3 separate regions of the Gossypium hirsutum genome follow, and regions 2 and 3 are each linked to region 1. A link is a contact called in public Hi-C data. All regions are on one chromosome and are shown on one strand. Each heading gives the region's core, a stretch centred on a gene start, on an enhancer-like site or on the middle of the called end of the contact. The rest is flanking DNA. Distances are from core to core; before and after follow the strand shown. Region 1 holds the start of LOC107942064 (BTB/POZ and TAZ domain-containing protein 4). Region 2 holds the start of LOC107888693 (probable N-acetyltransferase HLS1). Region 3 holds the start of LOC107888695 (zinc finger protein ZAT10).

What was found. A called contact is a pair of places that touch in the nucleus more often than the background predicts.
Region 2: a contact with region 1 is called in a Hi-C map of leaf, with 1.9 times the contacts expected there. The contact joins the promoter of LOC107888693 here to the promoter of LOC107942064 in region 1. A contact is called at or near these places in 2 of 34 Hi-C or Micro-C datasets (both in leaf).
Region 3: a contact with region 1 is called in a Hi-C map of leaf, with 3 times the contacts expected there. The contact joins the promoter of LOC107888695 here to the promoter of LOC107942064 in region 1. A contact is called at or near these places in 7 of 34 Hi-C or Micro-C datasets (callus and leaf).

Annotation. Positions count from the first base shown.
Region 1 is chrA11:62,539,424-62,542,626 of Gossypium_hirsutum_v2.1, forward strand. It overlaps LOC107942064 (BTB/POZ and TAZ domain-containing protein 4), which reads left to right and starts at 1,455. Exons shown (of 6, transcript XM_016875706.2): 1 at 1,455-1,835; 2 at 1,972-2,299; 3 at 2,726-2,862; 4 at 3,042-3,203. The coding sequence starts at 2,033. It overlaps LOC121209910 (a long non-coding RNA gene), which reads right to left and starts at 599. Exons shown (of 4, transcript XR_005905093.1): 1 at 68-599.
Region 2 is chrA11:63,148,671-63,151,873 of Gossypium_hirsutum_v2.1, forward strand. LOC107888693 (probable N-acetyltransferase HLS1) reads right to left here and starts at 1,486. Exons shown (of 3, transcript XM_016812865.2): 1 at 1,062-1,486; 2 at 755-923; 3 at 1-658. The coding sequence starts at 1,241.
Region 3 is chrA11:63,076,992-63,080,194 of Gossypium_hirsutum_v2.1, forward strand. It overlaps LOC107888695 (zinc finger protein ZAT10), which reads left to right and starts at 1,509. Exons shown (of 1, transcript XM_016812869.2): 1 at 1,509-3,173. The coding sequence starts at 2,294. The coding sequence ends at 3,025. It overlaps LOC121209912 (a long non-coding RNA gene), which reads left to right. Exons shown (of 2, transcript XR_005905095.1): 2 at 1-174.

The DNA.
Region 1 (3,203 bases), core at 205-2,704:
ATTCCTCCGAAATATCGGGGTATATGGAAGACGTGAAGAGGCTGAGTAAAGTTTTTCAAAGCTGTACCTTTCTGCATGTGAAAAGATTGGCCAACGAAGCGGCGAACCAGTTAGCCAGGGAAGGTCTTCGGCAAAAATAGGGGATATTCTTGAGGTATGGGATCCCAAGGTTGCGGTGATACTGATTGAGCGAGACCGTAGCTTGTTGGAAGCTCTGGACTAAAACGCACTGGACGATGAAGGATAAAGAAGCAACAAAAGTTTTGACCGCCGCGTTCCCAAGGAAAATGAACAGTTTTCCCCTGGTTTTTGTTGCTTTTGTCGATTTGGTGATGGAGAATTCTAAAACTTATTTTTCTGCTTTGTGAAGCGTCTCCAAAAAGCTTTGCTGGTTTTTTTTTTTTTTGTTAATTGTTGGGGCAATCTGTTGGGCCAGGTCTTGGTGTGTTTATGCTAATTATTCTGGTAGCCCAATGGCATTGTCTTGGGTTTGGTTTTATAAATCCAGCTTATATTCTAAAAAAATAAAAATGGTCATGTTGTCAACTATATAGGAAAAAATTGAATATTTTAGCAACAATTTCCCTTTTTAGAAATTTATGATTTTTAATTTTTTGATATTTTTAATTTTTTTGAACATTTTAAAATTATTGTTAAGAAAAATTCTAAAAATATTAACATGATATTTTAATAATAATTTAAGTGTCAAATTAGTCATTAATCATTTGTGTTAAAATACTGTTGCATCATTTCATTAAGAGGTATTAAAAGTTAAACATTAAAATATAACAATTTAATTATATTAGTAATTAATATGTAATATTTGAAAATTAATAGATGGAAACATAGTTTTAGTCAATGTTTAGTGCCTATTCATGGAGCTTACTTTCTTTTCTTATTATGACCTTATTTTTATAATAATTATATTTTTTATTTTAGCTTTTTATGGATACTACGAAACAATACATTATACCTTGTTATCTTTTTTGAGCTAATGATAATGTTTTTAATAAATTTTTTATTTTAATATTCTTAATTATAATATTTATTGTTAATTCATTTCTTTCAAATAATAGTTAATAATTTTTTTAATTTTATGTAAATACATAAATAAATATAATTTAAATATAATAATGACGTAAATTAATTTATTTTATCAAATATATAAAATTTAATTTAATATCCTTAGTAGTTATTTTTTCCTTCTCATTATAATTACATCACTCTTATATTTTATTGTTGATTGTAACTTCATTAATATAATATTTAATTTATTATTTTACCGAAATTAATTTCACCTAAGGAGGAATCAAATCCCCCAATGAAGCACAAAAGTAAGGGCAAAACGGCTTTGTGTAGAACAATTTTTTACTCCCGCCCCACACCGTCCACGTAACTAACCAAAGCAACCAACCATTAAAATAGAAGCGCCCGACCACCCGTTGTAAAAAGTAAAACGGAATTTGTCCAAAACCATTCATTTTTTTTCATTGAAATCAAGCGCGTGAAGTGAGCAAGAAGAATCGTGCATGTTATACTCGCACATAAATGTTGATTTTATTTTTATTTTTAAATATTAAATTCCTTGGCGGTTTTTTCCGGTTCACTTTTTTTCCGGCCTCTGCACCCGAATTGGTGGCGGTGGCAGTGGCGGAGGAACTGATAGATCGTTGCCATCTCCATTCTTCTCTTTTTCTTGCTTTCTCTTTTTCATATAATTAAAAAGAGTTCATTTTCTTCGAGATTCGTTGGAGATTTTGTACGGAAACATGTTAATTTCTTCTTATTGATTCTGCATTTTCCAAATCCCAGACACTTTTGATTTAGATTAAAAGGTGAGTTTTTTCTTGAAAACCCATGTTTTAGATTTCATTAATCTTTAATTTTGGTCATGTTTCTATAAATATGCAAATTGAAACTTGTGATTCTGTGTTGCTCATCGAAGTTTCTGCTATTTCATTCTTTTGTCAGATCAAATAAAAAAAGAACCTGAGTTTGATTGTCATTGAATGCCTTCCAAAAGTGAAAGTTAATGGGGAAGATGGAAGAATGTATTACAAAGCAAACTTGTCGAGGTGCCAATAAGGTTTTTCCAGCGCCACCTCCATTACCTGGTCCAGCTAAAAATTGTAGGCGGAAGGGGTCACTAATGAAGAATGGGTCAGCCATAAGAGGAAACAATTGTGCCGCGACAGCAACCAGGGCTTTGTGGGATAGGCTCTTTGATGGAGGCTATAAAACTGATGTTATCATTAAAACTGATAATGGTGGCATTATCTGTGCGCATTCTAATATTGTTGTAAGCGCTCCTTGTCTTTTCTATCTTTAATGATGAAATTAATGGACGTTATGCTTTGAGCAATACCCTTGTTATTTGAACAATCTCGATTCCGTATATTGTTGATTTAACCAGGCATTTTTTTATGGTTTGGTTATACAACTTAATTTTATATATCAGTTTTAGACCATAGATATTGGAAATGAAATCCCATTTGGTGGAATGCGACATTGATTCATTTAGCTCATGAGCAAGTTGTTATATTTTTTTAGCATAACCAGCAAAAGGAAAGCCACATTTGCCCCCTTAATCCTTGTAGGATCGAGTTGTTTAGTGTTTTAATGTACAAGAAAATAAAGCTAATAGCAACTATTTAGCAATTTGGACATGGTGTCTTGAACAAATTTATTGACTCAAATCCCTTCACTGGATCTTTTTTGCTAACAGGGCATGGCTTCTCCTGTACTAAGAGGCATGTTGAAACAAGCAAAAGGATTTGGTCACAGAAGACCAATTTCAATCCACATCCATGGTGTTCCACAAGATGCAGTTCGGGCTTTCATTCGATTCTTGTACTCTTCCAGGTAACTTCTCTTTTGCCTTGGAAGACTTTTGGTCGAATTCAGTTTTGTGAACCAGTAAGTCCTTGGCAATTACTAGTTACCTTCACACTTTGAACTTGTTGTCAGTGTCACTGAGATCATGTGGTTACATCATGCATTCATGCCGGCATGTGCTAATTGTTATTGGTTTTGATCTGTAGTTATGAGAAAGAAGAAATGAAGGAATTTGTGTTGCCATTGTTGGTGATGTCACACACATATGTTGTTCCTCAGCTGAAGCGAGCTTGTGAACAGCAACTTGAGCATGGCTTGCTTACTATAGAAAATGTAGTTGATGCCTTCCAGCTTTCATTACTGTGTGA
Region 2 (3,203 bases), core at 236-2,735, 610 kb after region 1:
TGCGCGTGTGCACACAATGCATTCACAAACTTGGCCGCGCGTGGACCTTCCCCTCCCAAACCGTACAAAAAGTGCAAACTGAACGGCCTAAACACTTCCGGGATCGACGGTAATCTAAAAAACGGCAATAACTTGTCCACGATCCTTGTCGTTTTAGCCAACGCCTTCGTCATCCTCGACGCCCCTCGAACTTCCAGCCTAAACACGTCCTTGCTATTCCAAACACTCAAAACAGCCCACGACTCTGGCGGGTCTGGTAAAAACTTATCCGACCCGGGCCAAGACTTTTGCGTGTAACAGCCTCCACGTGGCACGGCCAAAAAGGTTCCAATGTTAAGTCTATTATTAAGAACCGAGTCAATGTCGCGAGGGAAGAACTCGGTGGTGGAGAACCGGCGGCGGTATAGCAACTCAGTGTCGGACGGCGGAAGCTTGATTAGAGTGACCCGATTGGAAACGGGGAGTTGATGAGCGAAAACGGGGTTAACCAAAATAGTAGGAGTACGGAACTTGGAGTAACCGCATTTATCAGTGAAGAGCTTAACAGAAGGTTTGTTGTCGTTTTCCGTTGCTAAGTAGGAATATTCAGCGCCGTTTAGGACAAACCAATCTTCCATTCCTCGGACCAACTTTAACCCAATTCCCATTCTCTTGTGGATAAAAAACCCAACAAAGAAATCAAAATAATTCATTTACTGATGTATTAACGTACTAAAAATGGTTTGTTGGGGCATTTATAGTAAATACCGGTGGGAAGGGGAGACCCGAAGGCCTAAAATGTAAGCGAGTTTGGTGTATACGGGGAAGGGTTTAGTGGGATGATTGCTTTCGCTATTGCGATAAAGCTTTTTGCCGCATGTAACGGTTTTAATGCAACCTCGAATCATCCCAACTATTTCTTTTGTTGAGCTTAACTCAGCCACCTGCTTGTTTACAAAGATGCAGAAAATATTAATGTTAAAGGCTGTATTTATTATACGTAGATAAATAGTGGAATTTAGTAATGGAGATTATTTAAAAAAAAAAGGGACAAAAGGGAGGAGGGATATCATATACAGTACCAGCATGAGAAAAGCAGGGGAATGGCGGACCCGGCAAATAGGGTCGCCTAAGAGGTCGGTAAAGAGAGAGAGTTTGCCGCTGGGACCAACCTCACATCTTTTTTCAACTTCTTCTACACTTGTTAAATCCTTGCTCGGATCAAACTCTCTTATTACTAAAACACACTTGTCATCTCCCATGATTTTTTCTTTTTAACTCTCAATTGCACAAGTAAAGAACAACGGACACCACTTCTGCAAGACACCACGAATGAAGAAAAAGCTTTGGAAGTCTCTGGAAACCAGAGATTGTTGTATGTTAGGTTTACTTTTGAGGAAGAGGAGATACTGAGAAGTTCATCGACAGAGAAACAATCGGGTTGAAGCTGCCTCTTAAATACTAATGAATTGGGGAATATTTTTATTTTATAAAAGAACAAAAGCCTTTTTATTTACTCCCCCCCCCCCCTCTCTTTCTCTCTCTCGTCTCTCAAGAATAGAATCTCAATCACTCTCCTTTTTGTTTTTAATAATTCAGTGCTTTGAAGTCCCTTTCCCTTCTTCTGTCTTCTCTTTTGTCTGTCCATGTATCTCCCCTTTCTCCCACTTTTAAGACTAGTGACAAATGTTGTCATAAATAAAATTTAAATGGGAGCAGTAAATAAAAGAATATTATTAATCATCACAAAAAAAGGGGGGAAGTGGAAATGGCGGCTATGGCTGCGGGTCTGCTCAGTGTTTTCTTTTTGATTAATTTCTCTGCCATTTGGCAAAAATATTTTCTCAATTTCTTCAAATCATCCTTACCAAAATAATTTAATTCTATTAATATTTTCATCAATTATACATCATTTTAATTATTGATATAATAACAAAACGTACACTCCACCATATCCCACTAAATTTTAATTAATTTTTAATTTGTACCATTAAATTTTCAAAACTTACAAAAATATCACTAATATTATCGTATTATTATAAAAATATCATTAATATTATCAGATTATCACAAAAATGTCACTTTAACAGTGTTTAAAAATATATTTTTATATTCACCAAAAATATATTTTTTATTTCTTTTCTTTTTTTCCTTTTTTTATTTTCTCTCTTTTCCCTTCTTCTTCTTCTTCCTTTCTTTCCATCTTATCTCCCTTTCCAGTAAACCCTATCCGCCACCGATTCCACCATCGCCAGTGGCTTCCTCGGACATCGAACCCACCGGTGGATCTCCCAAGACTATCCCTTGATATCGATAAGCCTAGCCCCAACCCTTAAACCCATCAACGTTTGAAGTTTTTTTCTTTTTCAACATTTAAGCTTGAAAATGAAGAGAATATGATTGACTTCAGCATATGACGACAACCCCGAGGAAGAAGGTGTATAACTAATGCGTGGAGTTCTATGTGCTTTTTTTATTTTATTGCAAAGTTTCTAATTTGTTTTTTGTTACGGTAGGGAAAGAAAACATGGAAGCATTTTGCAACTCATATTTAAGGTTCTTTTTGGTTACTACATGTTAGCCTTTTCTTCTCTATTTGTTTTCATTTTTCGTCTTTTTGCTCTCTCTTTCACTCTAGATGAAGCATGACGTTTCTTTGAAGAAAAAAGTTCATTCAAAATGTTTTTGTTGTTTTTAAAGACCCTGTCTTGATTTTCTTTTTTGTTGTTTTAGATCTCCTAAAATTTTTTTTTATGATTGTATCTTTAATTTCCTCTTTAGCTTTTTTGGAAAAGCGACAGGGAGTGCAGCAGCTGCCACCATATCAGACCCTTTGGGCAACCCAGACCCAATGAATCGAAAACATCAATTAATTTTGCTTTTTTATTTGATTGGCTAATTTTGTTTGTTTTCTTTGAAATTAGAAAAATAATAATTATAAAAAGACTGAACTTTGTTTAAGAGAGATGAAAAAGGATTAGGAGGTCGGTGGACTCAATCCATTAGGCACAAAATGGCATGGGATGGTGCGGAAGAGCAGCATGAAGAGAACAGCCGATGAAAGCCATCGATGGTGGTGAAATCAGTGGCAACTAGGGTTGGCTAGGGAAGGTAAATGAGAAGAAGAAGAAGAGGAAGAGGAAAAAAAATATATATTAAAAAAGAAAGGAAATAATTTTAGTATTAAAATAAAGTCAAATCATTGTTTCCGTTACCAATAAACG
Region 3 (3,203 bases), core at 259-2,758, 540 kb after region 1:
GCAAGCAAAAACGGCTTAAAATTAATTGTCTTTTTAACTACTGTACCTGGGGGTTATCCTATCACAGATTCGCAGGCCTTAGAATTGTTCTTCAAATATGGCGAATTTAATCTCAACTCGATTGTAACGAATATTGTTGTCAATATAAGGAGATATGAATTTAAGTACGCTAAAGAGCATTATCCTTTTATTTATAAATTGAGAACAGGCTATAAACAATTCTAGTCCTACATCAAGGCGTGCATTTGATCAATTTAATTTTTATCTACCAAAAATCGAATAAATCGATTAAACCAATAAAATTAAATAAATCGAATCTATTATAGTACTAAAATTGATTGAACCAAATGTTTTTATTTGATTCGATTGATTTATTTGATTTTTTTTAAATATATATTATATACTTTATTTTCTTTTTGGTTGTAATTATACAAATTTATTGGCTAGTTTGGGGATTGTGACCAGCCTTTTAAAACAATTTTTTTAATATAATATTAAGGGTATTCGAATTTATGTCAAACGAGTATTTAATAAGAGTTTTAATCATTACTTTGTTCAAGTTAAGTCACAAATTTTTATTTTTATTTTTATTTTTAGAGTTTAACATGAAAGATTTTATTTTTATTTTGTTTTATACTTTTTAAGAAAACTAATTGAACTCAAAAAGGATAATAATATTATTTAATATATGTTTTTTATATTAAAAAATAGTACGAATTATACTCTAAGCAGGGGTGAAGTGATCAGAAAATATTTTTAGGGATCAGAATTAAATTGTAATTTTTATGATAGTAAAAATATAATTTCACCATTTTAATAGTTTATATATTTATAATTTTTAAAAGGTTAAATTAATTTTTTATCATTTTTAAGAGATAAAGTGTAATTTTACTTTTACTAATTTATAATTAAAAAAATCATTTTAGGAGGCGGGACTGACAACCCCTGCCTCTAAGATTAAAAACTAAATTATATTAAACAAATTTTCACTATGAGATTAACTAATGACCTCAATTATACAGTAAAAAGGATAAAATTACTTAACTAATTTACCATTTGGATTTAATATATGAGTATTAATATTTCTATTTTGGGCTTGAGTATGAATATGGGCTTGGGTTTTAATAATTAAAATTTTAATTGTTTTCTTCAATTTACTTGGATGATTGAAACTTCTATTTGCAAGTTGCGTAAATCTTTAGTATATGAAGTGCGATTTACAGAGTTTTCAGGGTTAAGGATCTGGATTGTGGAGTTTTATGTTGCCACAACATGGATGGTTCAACCAGTAAGTTTAATTTCAAGTTGTTTCTCAGTTCAACCTTGAATTGGTTCGATGCCCCGACCAAGCTCCTTTACGTTTCGATGTTGCCATTTCGTTCAGTACAATAACATAACGCGTTGTACCATTACCATTACATGAATACCAAGGAAATGTACTGCATAAGAGTATAGGAATATCTTATACCAACAAATTACCTTTCGCAATGTACTGTTGAGGTTGGATGTCTTAGCAACAAGTCAACAATGGGTCGTTGCATCATCAATCAGCGGTGGATAGAGACGTGGGCCATGACAAGAAGACCCACGTAATTCCGAGAAGACTCACCAACCACCGGCAAAGTCACGACCGCTATTACCGAGCGACACGCCACTCTATAAAAATCAGACCACCGAAAAGGGAAGTCAAGTCCCCACTTACTGCTGTGCAAAACATGGTGCACTCCCATCGATGAGGATTTATTACAGGACATCAACACTCAGATACCGACATTACATTCCCAGCCATCTCCAATGTTTCTCCCACTACTAACAATTTTGCCATCTTACCCAGTTTAATTTCTAACGAATTTTGACTATGTTTTTGGACGGATTTCAAGTTTCTCTTTTATTCACTGTTGTTTTTACTCATCGATAAGAAAAAAAAAAAAAAGCAAGAAAAGTTGAAGAACAGGGGGCTGTTGGTTTGAATGGAAACAGTCAATTATACAAAGTATCCACTTAGCAGACATTAGAAACAAAACATCAAATCTATTACCATTCATTCGAAGCCTTTGTTTATTTCCTTTTGTTGACAACTATAATAGCCCACACCACACTTCACTCTCCAAAGGACGACTTTTATGATCAGATTCAGACGTGCCAATATTGGTGAGAGCAGAGTATTGCAATTTCTTTTCACCCTTCTTTCTCTCCACTTATCAACCACTTTCCTTCCTACTTCCTCCACTCTTCCATATAAAAATCAATCCTTCCTTCTTCACTGAAGCACTCACATAACAAGAGAAGAATCATGGCTCTTGACACATTGAATTCCCCAACTTCAGCTCCTCCACTGCTGGACCGTGATGATATAGTCGACCTCCACTGTGTTGAGCCCTGGACCAAGAGGAAAAGAACCAAACGACCCAGATCCGAAAACCCACCAACCGAAGAAGAATACTTAGCTCTTTGCCTTCTCATGCTGGCTCAGGGAACAACTACCAGAACCATTCCCTCAGCCTCGGCTGCTTCCAGAACCTCCCTCAACCTTTACAAGTGTACGGTTTGTAACAAGGGATTTCCATCTCATCAAGCTTTAGGAGGACACAAGGCCAGTCACAGGAAACTCGTTGTTGGAGCTGGAGATCACCTCACCATCACCACCGCCGCCACCAAGACCACTGCTGATGTCTCCGCTGTTGCTGCCACCACAGTCACGCCGCCTACAAATTTACCTCTCATGATTAATCGAGTTGGTAACAAGAATCACGTGTGTTCAATTTGTAACAAGACATTCTCTTCAGGTCAAGCTTTAGGAGGGCATAAGCGATGCCACTACGAAGCTGGCAGCAATAACAACAGCGGCAGCGATGGTGCTAAGTTACCGAGCCAAAGTCAACGTGACTTTGACTTAAATTTGCCTGCTGGACCGCAGGAACTAAGTACTCCCGACGTTAACCAAAGAGATAAATATTCCACCGACGATGAAGTGGTGGAGAATCCTTGGCCGCCGGCAAAGCGCGTCGGCTGCCACGTTTGTTGAAAGTCGTAGTGAAATAAGGATTAGATTCAGTTTAAGCGAATGATTAGAGTGGACTTTGCTGTTATATTTTATTCTTTTTTCTTCAAAAATTTTTTTGCATGTTCATCGTTTTTTTATGAATGGTTATATTATTATATTTTATTTGGGACATCAGAGTTTTTAACTGCTGCAGTAATTT